Regions from separate parts of the Arachis hypogaea genome. Here region 2 is linked to region 1. A link is a contact called in public Hi-C data. All regions are on one chromosome and are shown on one strand. The core of a region is the stretch at or near the end of the contact, and the rest is flanking DNA. Distances in the headings are between cores, read along the strand shown. Region 1 holds the start of LOC112800632 (pentatricopeptide repeat-containing protein At2g22410, mitochondrial-like). Region 2 holds the start of LOC112800642 (histone-lysine N-methyltransferase SUVR5).

What was found. A called contact is a pair of places that touch in the nucleus more often than the background predicts.
Region 2: a Hi-C map of leaf shows a contact between it and region 1, with 6 times the contacts expected there. The contact joins the promoter of LOC112800642 here to the promoter of LOC112800632 in region 1. A contact is called at or near these places in 2 of 8 Hi-C or Micro-C datasets (both in leaf).

The regions. Positions count from the first base shown.
Region 1 is chr5:9,173,990-9,179,808 of arahy.Tifrunner.gnm2.J5K5, reverse strand. LOC112800632 (pentatricopeptide repeat-containing protein At2g22410, mitochondrial-like) reads right to left here and starts at 2,616. Exons shown (of 1, transcript XM_025842976.3): 1 at 207-2,616. The coding sequence starts at 2,348. The coding sequence ends at 504. LOC112800631 (CASP-like protein ARALYDRAFT_485429) reads right to left here and starts at 5,505. Exons shown (of 3, transcript XM_025842975.3): 1 at 4,996-5,505; 2 at 4,169-4,301; 3 at 3,458-4,055. The coding sequence starts at 5,129. The coding sequence ends at 3,861.
Region 2 is chr5:9,492,551-9,498,369 of arahy.Tifrunner.gnm2.J5K5, reverse strand. LOC112800642 (histone-lysine N-methyltransferase SUVR5) reads left to right here and starts at 3,020. Exons shown (of 13, transcript XR_011881772.1): 1 at 3,020-3,558.

The sequences.
Region 1 (5,819 bases), core at 1,367-3,866:
ATGGGTTGTCCTATTATTGAGTATGATTTTAATAAGGAAGGTCCCTTCACTAGCAAGCATGAATCTTCTTACCTTTTAAAATATATGTAAGCCTTGAAGCAGTTAGATGTATTGATTTAAAAAAATCATTGGTTTGCTATGTGTGTGACTTATGATTAAATTATACAATAATGGCATGCAGATCGCCTAAAACGCCCATTTACAAGTTTTCTTTGGTCAATGATTGAGTAAATTTATTTTATGCAGAGGATGAATAAGGCTTTTATTTACAGTGTAGACATTTTAATAATGCCTGATAATAAAGGTCACATAACTAGAGAATACCCATTTACCAGTAATGACTTGGATACATTGAAAATTTTACTCTTGAAAAGAAGATATGTTTTTTTTTTTTTAACTTAAGCTGTTTACTGCTACTGAGAATCAAATATCCCAAGGTTTGCATAGATATCCTACAAACTTTAGATGATCTGTTTATTGATCAAAAGCATTAGTATATACTGTTAGCAAAAGCCATTGATTTCAATGGAACTTATTGCCCAACACTTTTTTATCCCACTTTCATCCATTATTTTCCTGATCTTTCTCATGTCGTCCCATCTTTGAGATTCTGAATACATGTTTGAGAGAAGCACATAAAGCCCAGAATTATATCTTCCCAACTCCAACAATTGCTTCATGATTTGCTTACCAATCTCTAGATTTCCATGGGTTCTACAAGCACCAAGCAAAGCACCCCAAACCACCACATCAGGTTTCATGGGCATCCCTTTGATTAGGGCCATTGCTTCTCCCAAGAGCCCGCCGCGCCCTAAAAGATTGACCATGCATGCATAATGTGTAACACCAGGAGAAATCCCGAACTTGGAACTCATTATGTCAAAGTAATATCTCCCCTTGTCCACAAGACCACTGTGACTACAAGCAGAAAGTAGCCCTGTGAAGGTAATCTCATCAGGAAATAGCCCGCTGCCTCGCATCTTCTCGAACATGTCAATAGCTTCTTCTCCAAAACCATGTAGAGCAAGTGCCCCAATAGCAACATTCCATGACACCACATTCTTCTTTGGCATCCCAAAGAAGATGTCCATGGCAGTCTGAAGGGCACCACATTTAGCATACATGTCAATTAGGGCGTTACAAAGGGTCACACTTAGTGTAATATTATTGTTACCGATGTAATTGTGAGCTTGTTTCCCCAATTCCAAATCACCCATGTGACTGCAGGATGAAAGAACGCTAACAAGAGTGGTCTCATCTGGCATCACACCTGAACTACACATTGTGTGGAAAAGTTCCATGGCTTCCATGTATTTCCCTTCTTGAACATGACAGCAAATTATTGAATTCCAAGAAACCACATTTTTCACTGGCATCCTATTAAACATCTCCAAAGCATAATCAATAAGTCCATAGTTAGCATATGCATTAACCATACAAGTCCACGAAATGACATTCTTATCAAGCATTTGATCGAAAACACATTCGGCATATTGCAAATGCCCGCACTTGGCATACATATCAATGAGGGCATTCGTCACAATTGAATCAATTGCAATTCCGGTAGCGATTATGTAAAGATGCATGAATCTTCCCAACTCCAAATTACCATGCTTCGAGGAAACAGAGAGCAAGCAAACCAAAGTGATCACATCAGGCACCACATCCAACTTTTGCATCTCTCGAAACAACAAGATGGCTTCTTTGCAAAACCCCAGCTTAGCATACCCACCAATGATTGAATTCCATGAGACCAGGGTCCTATCAGAAATATCATCAAACACTTTCCGTGCACTATTTATAAGGCGACAAGCAACATAGGCACTCAAGAAAGCGTTCTGCACACAAGCGTGAGACCCCATCCCAAGCTTAATAGCGTGAGCATGAAGAATAACAGCTTCCCAATATAAGGATTTGCAAGCACAAGTTTTGACAACAAAGGGGATGGTAAACTCATTAGGGGAAATCCCAGCATTTACCATTTGGCGGTAAAGTAACAAAGACCTTATTGGGTCATCGCTATTTGAATAACCCTTTATGAGATGATTGTACATGAACTTATTAGGTTGGGGACTTTGGTCGAACAGAAGCTGCGCATAACGGAGATCCCCCAGTTCGGGAGAAGTGCAGAAAGAGACAAGCTTGCCAATAGTGAGAACTTGACCAGATAGGCCATGGAGGATAATCTGGGCATGGAGGAGCTTGAGCTCTCTCATGGAGGAACATCGCTCTAAGAGATGGTGAAGGGTTTGGTGAGTGGGTGACTTGAAATTATGCCAAATGGTTTGTGCTGAGTGAACGCAAAACAGGCGGGAACCAACGGTCGCGTGTTTCAGAGCGGCTGACATCAAATCAAATCAAATAAAACTACCTACCTAGCTTCCCTACAAATAATCATGGACTAAATTCTCCTATTATTCCCTAGTCTTACCAATTTAGTCTTTTAAATTTAAATTTATTATACTAGTCTTCAAGATTCATATTCTGTATTGGTCCTAGATCATTTCTAGAACTGAGTTAGTGAACAAAGTGTTGAGTTGTCTCTCACTTATCATGCTGGATGCTGCAAAGATTGGCTGGCAAGATTGATTTTAAAAAGAATACAACAGACATCCCTAATGAGAGTGAATTAGGATTTATAAATAGAAAAGACCAATTTGGGTAATAAAACTAATCTTGTCATGAAAGCTAATCATTTGTAACATCTTTTGTGACAAATAAGAGATAACTCAACACTTGATCCAAGAACTAATACAATACCCGAAAATGAATCTTAAAAATCAGTATAGTCAATTTTAAATTTGAGAGATTAAATTAGTGAAATTCGAAAATCTAAAAGACTACTATAAGAATATAAGAATTTAGTAAATAATCATATTTCATAAATATAATAGATTGTTGTATTATCTTAATTCAGGCGCTTTTGTAAGAATTACTATTAAACCTGGTTATTCCAAATTATTAAGTTGACACTACCTAAAAAATTAATTACTCAATTCTGTTACAATATATTTGTATATAAATATATATCTTATTAAATATATTTTTAATATATATTTTATATTTTAATATTTATTTTATATAAATCAATGATTAAATAACTATTTTAGTGGCTGATTTTTAGTCTATGATTTCATTTTGCTACTACATATCTACATCTATAATTCTTTAATGGTTTAATTTTACATGGTTATAATTTACCTTTATTTCTACCATCATCGCATATTATTTTCTTATTTTAAAATTGTTAGTTTTCTGATCCAATGGACATTGTTTGACTATACATCTATCATATAAGCATGAATCAAGTTTGACCAGCTAGTGACTTAGACAGTGTCTCAAATGATAACCAGTGTTTTAGTCATTCGAATGGAGTCAAGTTTAATTCTTAAGGATCAAGCTCCCTCAAATCCCCCTAAGGATGAAATAAAAGTGACTCCAAACGTCATAAAGAAACAATATAGAATAGAACTCTTCACATTGCATAAGCACCAAATGAATGTTACAGATGTTGCGCCAGATTATCGCAGGCACAGTACATACAGTTTGGAACAGTGGAACTTATAGTACCATGCTACATAAATCATTCAGATTTTCAACCAACTTTTCCCAAGTAACTTGGTAAAACAGCAAAAAACTGGGAAGAAAAGCTGGAAGCAGTTGAGAGCCAAGAAATAAACCTTTAGTATTTTTCCCTTGCCCTGCTGAAAGAGCAGTTATTACATTGTTGACTATAGTCGCCAGAATTTTATTCACAAGGAAATTTCAAAAAATATGTACTTAAAAAGCAAATGACTTTGTCATTCACATTCACACCCTTTGCATTCATTTACACATATATCAACAGTGAGCTATGTATTTTACAGAGAAGAGAAGAGCCAAAAATTGAAAAGACAGGAAGCTGATGAAAGAAACCAAGACAAAAAGGCCATAGCAGCAGACATTTGATATCTACCACATAGTCTTGCAGGGCAAAGGGATCCACCAGCTTCAAGCAGAAGATCCGCGACACTCGCTGTAGAGCATGCTGCAGCCAGCGAGAGATACGATAAAACCTGCATAGTAGATAAGGAAAACGAAAAGAAAAACCTCAAAACTATTAGTTCAGTATTGGAACCTTATTAATGCCTCTTCAAGTCTTAGCCATAAGTTGCAGATAACTACATACCATGTCTCCCAGAAAGATTATCATTACAATCCTTTGCTGAATTTGTAGGTCTTTTATGAAGACGGAGTAAGCATCTACTACTAACAATGTTACGCTCCATGGAATTACCAAACCCATGACCGTCACCAAATAGCTGCAGAATAGCATAACTTATTATCAGTTAGAATTTATAAACTGCAAGGCATGCCAATTGTAACCACATGCATGCTGCGTAAACCTAATTCCTTTTCCTCCTCTTGGTTTTAGACCTTGAACATGCTAAGTGGCTAAGCTCCACACAAACACTCATCACAATCAAATCATGTATCAAACCAAAAATGTAAAAGAAATTGGGAACTCCAGCTTTGTATTAAGAGCCCCAATCAATCAATTGTTCATGCTCATTAAGAAATTAGAAATGATCTGTTCTCAGCATTCTTACATCCTACACCAAAAATGCTGTAGACTCTGGACCTATTAGATGCGCAATTTAGTTATAGGGAATTTCAATTAATTTCCCATCACCATTCAGCAATAAATTCATTTGTAAACTTTCTATCCCAAAATCAGAGAGGTATGTAAGACTTTGAACAATTTGCAAACCAATTTCAGGGCCAGCAAGCTTGCAGTGACTTGCCTATAATTTGAGAAGTGTAAATTACTGCCTCATTTCTTATGAAGAATAGATCTGCGACATAGCAGAATTGAAATGACATGTAACCCCACATAAAAACCAATTTTGAGATCGAAATTTGAGAGTAGGTGTGCATTCAGATGACATTGCAAAATAATGTTTGTTATCAAAGCAACACATTGAAGACTAAAGAGTGAATGAGAAAAAGAAATACCAGAAAGCGGTGTATGAGTAGAAATCGACGCCAAAGCACATGAATAGAAGGGAGGCGGAGGAGAAGACGGTCTGCCCCAAGCGGAGGGCGAAGCTGGCGCTGCTGCCAAACGCCCCTGCCACTTCCTCCATCATTCGCACCACTTATCTTCTTCTCTGCATACCCATACAATTAAGTGGAACCTGGGATTGTGAAATTCAACCATATTAATTAATTAATTTATATAGGAAACACGGCATAAGAAGAGCATAATATTATACAGTGATACATGCCACACGCCACAATTAGTGACTGAGTGCATTCATTAATTATTTAATTAATGTTAGTTTTGATTGGTTTAGATTTTACGGTGAGTTGCAAAAGAGAGTGACAGACAAAAGTGGAATCATGGAATAGACTTGGTAAAGAGGTCTTCGGTTAATAATGGTTTCGATCGTGCGGTTGTCTTGTACGTAGAAAATGTTCTGTCGGCGGGATACCAGGTTGTTGGATTCGGATTCGGATACCGATACGGATAAGTGTGAAAGGGAAGTAGTGACTATTCAATCCTCTTGTAATTTGTGAATAAATGCAGCACCCCAAAACAATTATGTAGAGTGTAAACATCATAATACACTCATCTTTCAATAAAATACTAGTGCAGGGACTGCATCAAAAAAAAATTCATGTAAATAAATATGTATGACAAAAATGAAAAAATACCATATAATATTTATTTCATGAAAAACTTTTTTAAAAAATTTTTGAAAATCAGTAATTTTTAGTATTTTTTACTATTTGACTAATATAATTATTAAATTATCTTTAATAAATAAATTTTATTT
Region 2 (5,819 bases), core at 1,771-4,270, 320 kb before region 1:
ATAGTGATGATAATAACAATGATTCCCTTGCCTTATGGAATATAACAATCTAGGACACAGAGAGCGGTAACAACTACTTGCCATATTATATGGGAATGGAAAATGAAAATAAAAGAAAGAGAGAAAGTGACTATTCAAACAGAGTTTTAAATATGTTGGGGAAATAATTAATAGCCCCAGGAAGAGAGCACATCATAAGCATTATTGTATCCAAAATGTGAATCAAAATTTTGGTGTAGCAGTGAAAAGAGGGGGCCTGTGGGGTTGGTTCTCAATAGTCCTCATCCGAAAATGGTGCCTCGAGTTAGCAAAACTTACATTACATATTACATAACATTTTGGTACAAATTAAATGTCTGTGTAAGAGGCTAATTAATATGGGCACATTAGTACATTATTTAAAATGTAGAATCGGAATTGTGTGACAGAAAAGGCGAACTTTCCAAAGAGGTTAGGACAAGCTAGTCAATGCCAATCATATATAACCATCATTAAAGCATCTTTCCTCCTATTTCTCTATCTGTCCCCACTTCTACCTCCATAATTTAACTACTTTTCATTCTCTGATCTTCATAATTATTTCCTTATTACCACATACTTTCTATTCTTCAACTTCATCAAATAATTAAAGCTTCTAGTTTATGCAGAATGACAACTCGTATGTGTGTGTTCTTAATTAAGCAAAACTGCTCCAACTTAATTAAGGAAGGTAGTAGGTAAAAGCGATCACATGGCAGTAGTGGCAAGAACAAATTGTGAGATAGGTAATTTGCAAATATGGATTATTTTGAAAGAAGCGGATGTGATGATATCACTTATAAAATCTTAGGATTTGGATCCATTAAATTTTGAATTTTATTTTAGAAGGTAACGTGTGATCATTCATTTTTAAATAGTCTCTCTCTTATATTTTTTTTGTCCCACTTATAAAATAAATAGTGAAAGATCATACTTTACTCTTTAAATAAAAATTTAAAATTTAAAAAATCTAAATTCAAAATTTTAAATTGATAAAAGGAGATAATATAAATATTTATATATTTAATATTCTTTTTTAAGTAAGATTTTTTTTTGTTGTATTTGTTTAATTTTTATATAGACAATTTTTTTAATTGTCTTATATTATTTTTAAAATTTTTTAGAATTTATCAAAAATCAAACTCTAAATCTTACTAACATAATAGTTTGATACTATATTATAATATTATCTTTTCTAAAAATTTAAATTGATAAAAAGAAAAAACATGTATATTTATATCTTTAACAACTAATAAGGTGCTGTTGACAAGTTGCTGTATCCACAGGCTTTTATCCTTTGTAGACATGGCGCAAAAACATCATCATTCAGGTTTTTTTTTTTTTTTTCTTTTTTTTCTTACCTACGCAACTGTAGTTTTCATACATGTGACGGCAACACCATGCATTCATGCACCTTGATATCACTAAGTTACATAATAATGAAATCATGAGTTAATCATAGCTGCAGTAAAGATTTTAACTTCTACTATGTCGATTCACTGGGATAGAAATAGCCCCGTCAGTCTTCGTTCGTAATAGCTACATATGTAATATATATAGTTAATTAATTAACTTGAGTATGGTATTGTTATAGATTTTTCATTTTAAAATACTAAGTTTGGTTAGCGTGAAATTTATTAAAATACCTAGTACTTTCTTTTTTTAGAAAAATATATACATATATTAAAAAAAATTTTCTTATCAAAAAGTTACTTATATCATTATATGTAATATACTAAATTTAATATTTGTAATAATATTTTAATTTTTAAGTATTTAAAATATGAAAATGTATTTATAAAAAGATATAACAAATTTTTAAAAAATTAATATTTTTAATTATGAAAAATTTATTTATATACTTATTTATATTTTAATAAATAGACTTAATCTATTTATGAATTTAGATGTTCAAAACACCTTAAATTTAAATTTATTTTATCTCAAATCAAATAAAAAAATAAACTCTTAATAGGTCATCTAACCTATTTTTATTTTTATCATCTATCGTATCTGTCACTTAGACATCAAAATTCAAAATTATGATATGCATCTAAGTTGTAACTAATAACTAATACGTTATTTAACTACATTCATTATTGAATATTATTTACATGTAATTTTAGCTAGCAGATTGTGCTTCACTTTTTAGTAATTTACTAATTTGAGTAATTTCTCCTAGAACAAGGCAAAAGGAATAATAAAGCTAAGAACAAATTATATCTAATGTTTGGTTTGTTATTGACGCAAGTTTTTTTTAGGGTCCTGTTTTGTTAGTAAAAGAAACATGAAAGAGAGCGTTGACCCATTTAGATGACATACCCGAAAACGAAACAAAAATATACCTTCCAACAAAAACCAATACGATAGACTTTATATTAGAGGTATCCATTGCGTTGTTGGGTCAACCCACACCAATCTATGGACTTCAACCAAACCCAACTCACAAATTGCAGGAAAGTTAGGTAAATGCTTTGAAAAAAAAATTAAAAGCATTAATTTAATTTTTAAATAAAAAAATCAAGTAAATGTATTAGATCGAATTGGAAAATCTCTAATGAATGAGATATGTCATGTGGTGTGTTGTGGACTTGTGGTATATCAGGAAGATTATTGGGTAAGATGTTCATTTTCCCATAATACCCTCCAAATAGTTGAAACTTGAAAATAAATAACTATTTAAAGTAATAGAAAGAAAACGATTAAAAATAATTAATAAAAATAATACTGTAATAATTTACCATTAACAGATCGAAGAAGTAATTATTACACCGAATGTTGATCTAGATTCTAGAACAAAGAAGTCGTGATACGACGTCGTTGGGTTTGCCATTATCGTTACGACCATGCGTTTTGTTGTCCTTTCCCTTTGATTATCCTTCACTCCGCTTCTCCCTTGCCCCATCCAAACTTATCATTATATTATATAATATATATTACACACTTTACATTATTAATTAAATTTTAGCTAAAAAATCATTAGTATTTCTATTACACATCCGAAGAGAGGTGACTGCAATTCACCACTCTCGGCTGCAGAAGGAAGCCCCAACTTGGCAACTTCTAACCCAGCCATTACCCCTAAGGTAAGGACCCATTTTTTTCGTTATTACCAATACTACCCTTTTCTCTATTCTTCTCCCTCCCTTTGTCTTAAAAAAATGGAAATATTGAGTCGTCTTTGAATTTGGGCACGGGGCCTCAGCTGACCACCCCTCTTTCTTTCTTTTCATGCCTAAAATCAAGAGCCACACTTGCTATATATATATTTTATTAAAAAATAAAGAGAACCCTGTATCTGTATCTATATTTCTATGCCCCCATCTACCTATCACTAACCATTAACCAATAGTGCTGCGAGAGGGAGACAACATTTTTTCACTTCACATAAAAACCAATTTTTTTTTTGTTTAAAAAAAAAAAGAAGAAAAAAGAGAGAGGCAATTTCATTTTCAACCACCCACCCACCCCCTTCTGCAAGTGCGCAAGGTGCCCCTCATCTCACTGCATAAACTTCCCTCCCTAACTCTTTTCCTTAAGGTACATTACCACTTGCCCCTTTTCTTACCTCCCTTTTATTTATCTCTCTATTTTCCCTAACACAATGTATATTCTATTTTCATGTCACATTTTTTGTGTGTCTCAATTTTATTTTTATTTGTGTCTGACCTAGCTAGCTCAACTCCCCGACCCCCTTATACATGTTGTGCACCTTATGTCTAATACAAACATATGTCTATGTCTATATATATTATAATAAAATAAAAAAATCTATAGGTTACAGAAAAAAAAAAAGACGTACTAGTAATGGCAGGAGTGAAGATCTTACCCCTATTTGGTTCAACGTTTTAAGGAGCACTCTCTATTATATGTTGAGGTTATATAACTGATGCCCGATTTTACTTTTTATGATTCTGCAGCACTTAATTTCTCAATTTTAAATTTTAATTTTCCAATTTTGAGACATGCAGTTAGTTACAATTACAATAATACATCCAAGTTCCGCATCTTCGTATGATTGATTTCACACACTGTGGATGTGCTTAGGGTTTATCATCTTGTGTTACTGTCTAACCACAATAATAATGCTGCGATTTAGTTCCATTTTTTCAATTGGGTCTTCGCCATTAAGGGTTTTCACCTTTCTATGAGCTAGACTTTAAATTGAGCATGTTCCTGTGCTGATTTTGCGTGTGCGGGCTTCAAAGTTTGAAGCTTTATCTTGCTGCTTCTCAGTAATGTATTGCTGTGACGGATTTTTTTCTGCTGGGTGGCTCTCAATCTCATCATTTGATTCGTGCCCTAATTGGGAAAAATAAAATTGAAACACAAAGGATTTGTTTTTTTTTTTTGAAAAAAAAAAAACCTTTTATTAACATTGTGACAATTAACAGATAACGATGCAATTGGTCATTGTTGGTTATCTGTTTCTGTTCACATTACTAATTGGCAACACAGAATCACCAATGTTTGCTGTTCGTTTCTCTTTGGTCGGGTTTTTTTGTGGGATCATATTCTCGTATGAATTTTAAGGTTCCATTTTCTGTTGGATGTGTAATAATTGGGTAAAAATATATATCGATTAATTTGATATGCAAATTTATACATAAAACTTGTCCGTTAATATTTCCTTAAGATTTTAAACTGAAAGATTTAATTTTCTAATGCTAATACTAGATAAATTTTATTCAAATCAGCTAGTCGCATTTTATGTATTATTCAAATGTCCGTAATACTAATCCGTTATGAAGTTAGATGTGAATTATTTTATTTTTTCATCCCAGAAATTATTCAAAAATTAAAAATTTTCATATGATAGCAATGGGGGTTAGGCATGGCGGGATGAGGGTGATAAACATGGTTCAATCTCCAATGGAAAGATTTGTCCACGTTTTAGTGTACGGATGTATCTTAACGTGATTGACTGAAATTGAAGAACATATAAAGATTGTTCTGTTATTTCACATTGAACTAATTGAAACAGAGATTGAACATGCTTGATTAGCCTCTGCTTACGCTTCCATTTAATTGAGGTCCGGGAGAAAAAAGTAATAAATATATAAATAAAACAACAGGTGGGAGGAAGGGTAGTGAAGTCCTTATTTAATTTTTTAACAGGAGGGTAGTGGAGTCTTAACAGTGAATCATAATCATATATTGTGTCAACTATATATATATTTTCACATTTTTGTATTTGATTATAATTTTGATTTTGTGCTATATTTTATTTGGTTCTATTTATCAAATTATATTGAACTTGTGAAAACAATCCATCGCCAAATATTGTAATGAACGAATTAATAATTTTCTTTTACATACTACTTTATATTTGAATACTAGTTTTGAAGCTCCAACAAGAAATTGAAATTAAATAGCATGACATGGAATCCAATGAAGTTTGGGCAAAATTATACTGACCCCTCCTAAAGTTTGGTTAAATTTATTGTGAATTCCTTTTATTTGCCCAAATCACATTGAAATTGACTGTGAAATTCACCTTTTAGGAGAGTTCTGTATTATCTTTATAGTGGTGTTCTGTGTCACATTTTATAGAATAGAAAAATACCGAGAATAATAGTACCTAAATTTTAGGAGAGGGTTGAATTTCATCAAAAGTGAGGCGTGTGTAATTTTTTCTGAAACTTCTCAACAAACTAAGATGCATTTGTTCAGCTCGTTTTTAAAAACAATTGGGCTTCATTGCTAAACATCTTTGTGTTTCTTAAAATTCATTATTGATTATTACACTAAAAGTATAATGAATATGAGATGTTTCTTTTCAAGGTATAACTCTATTACTA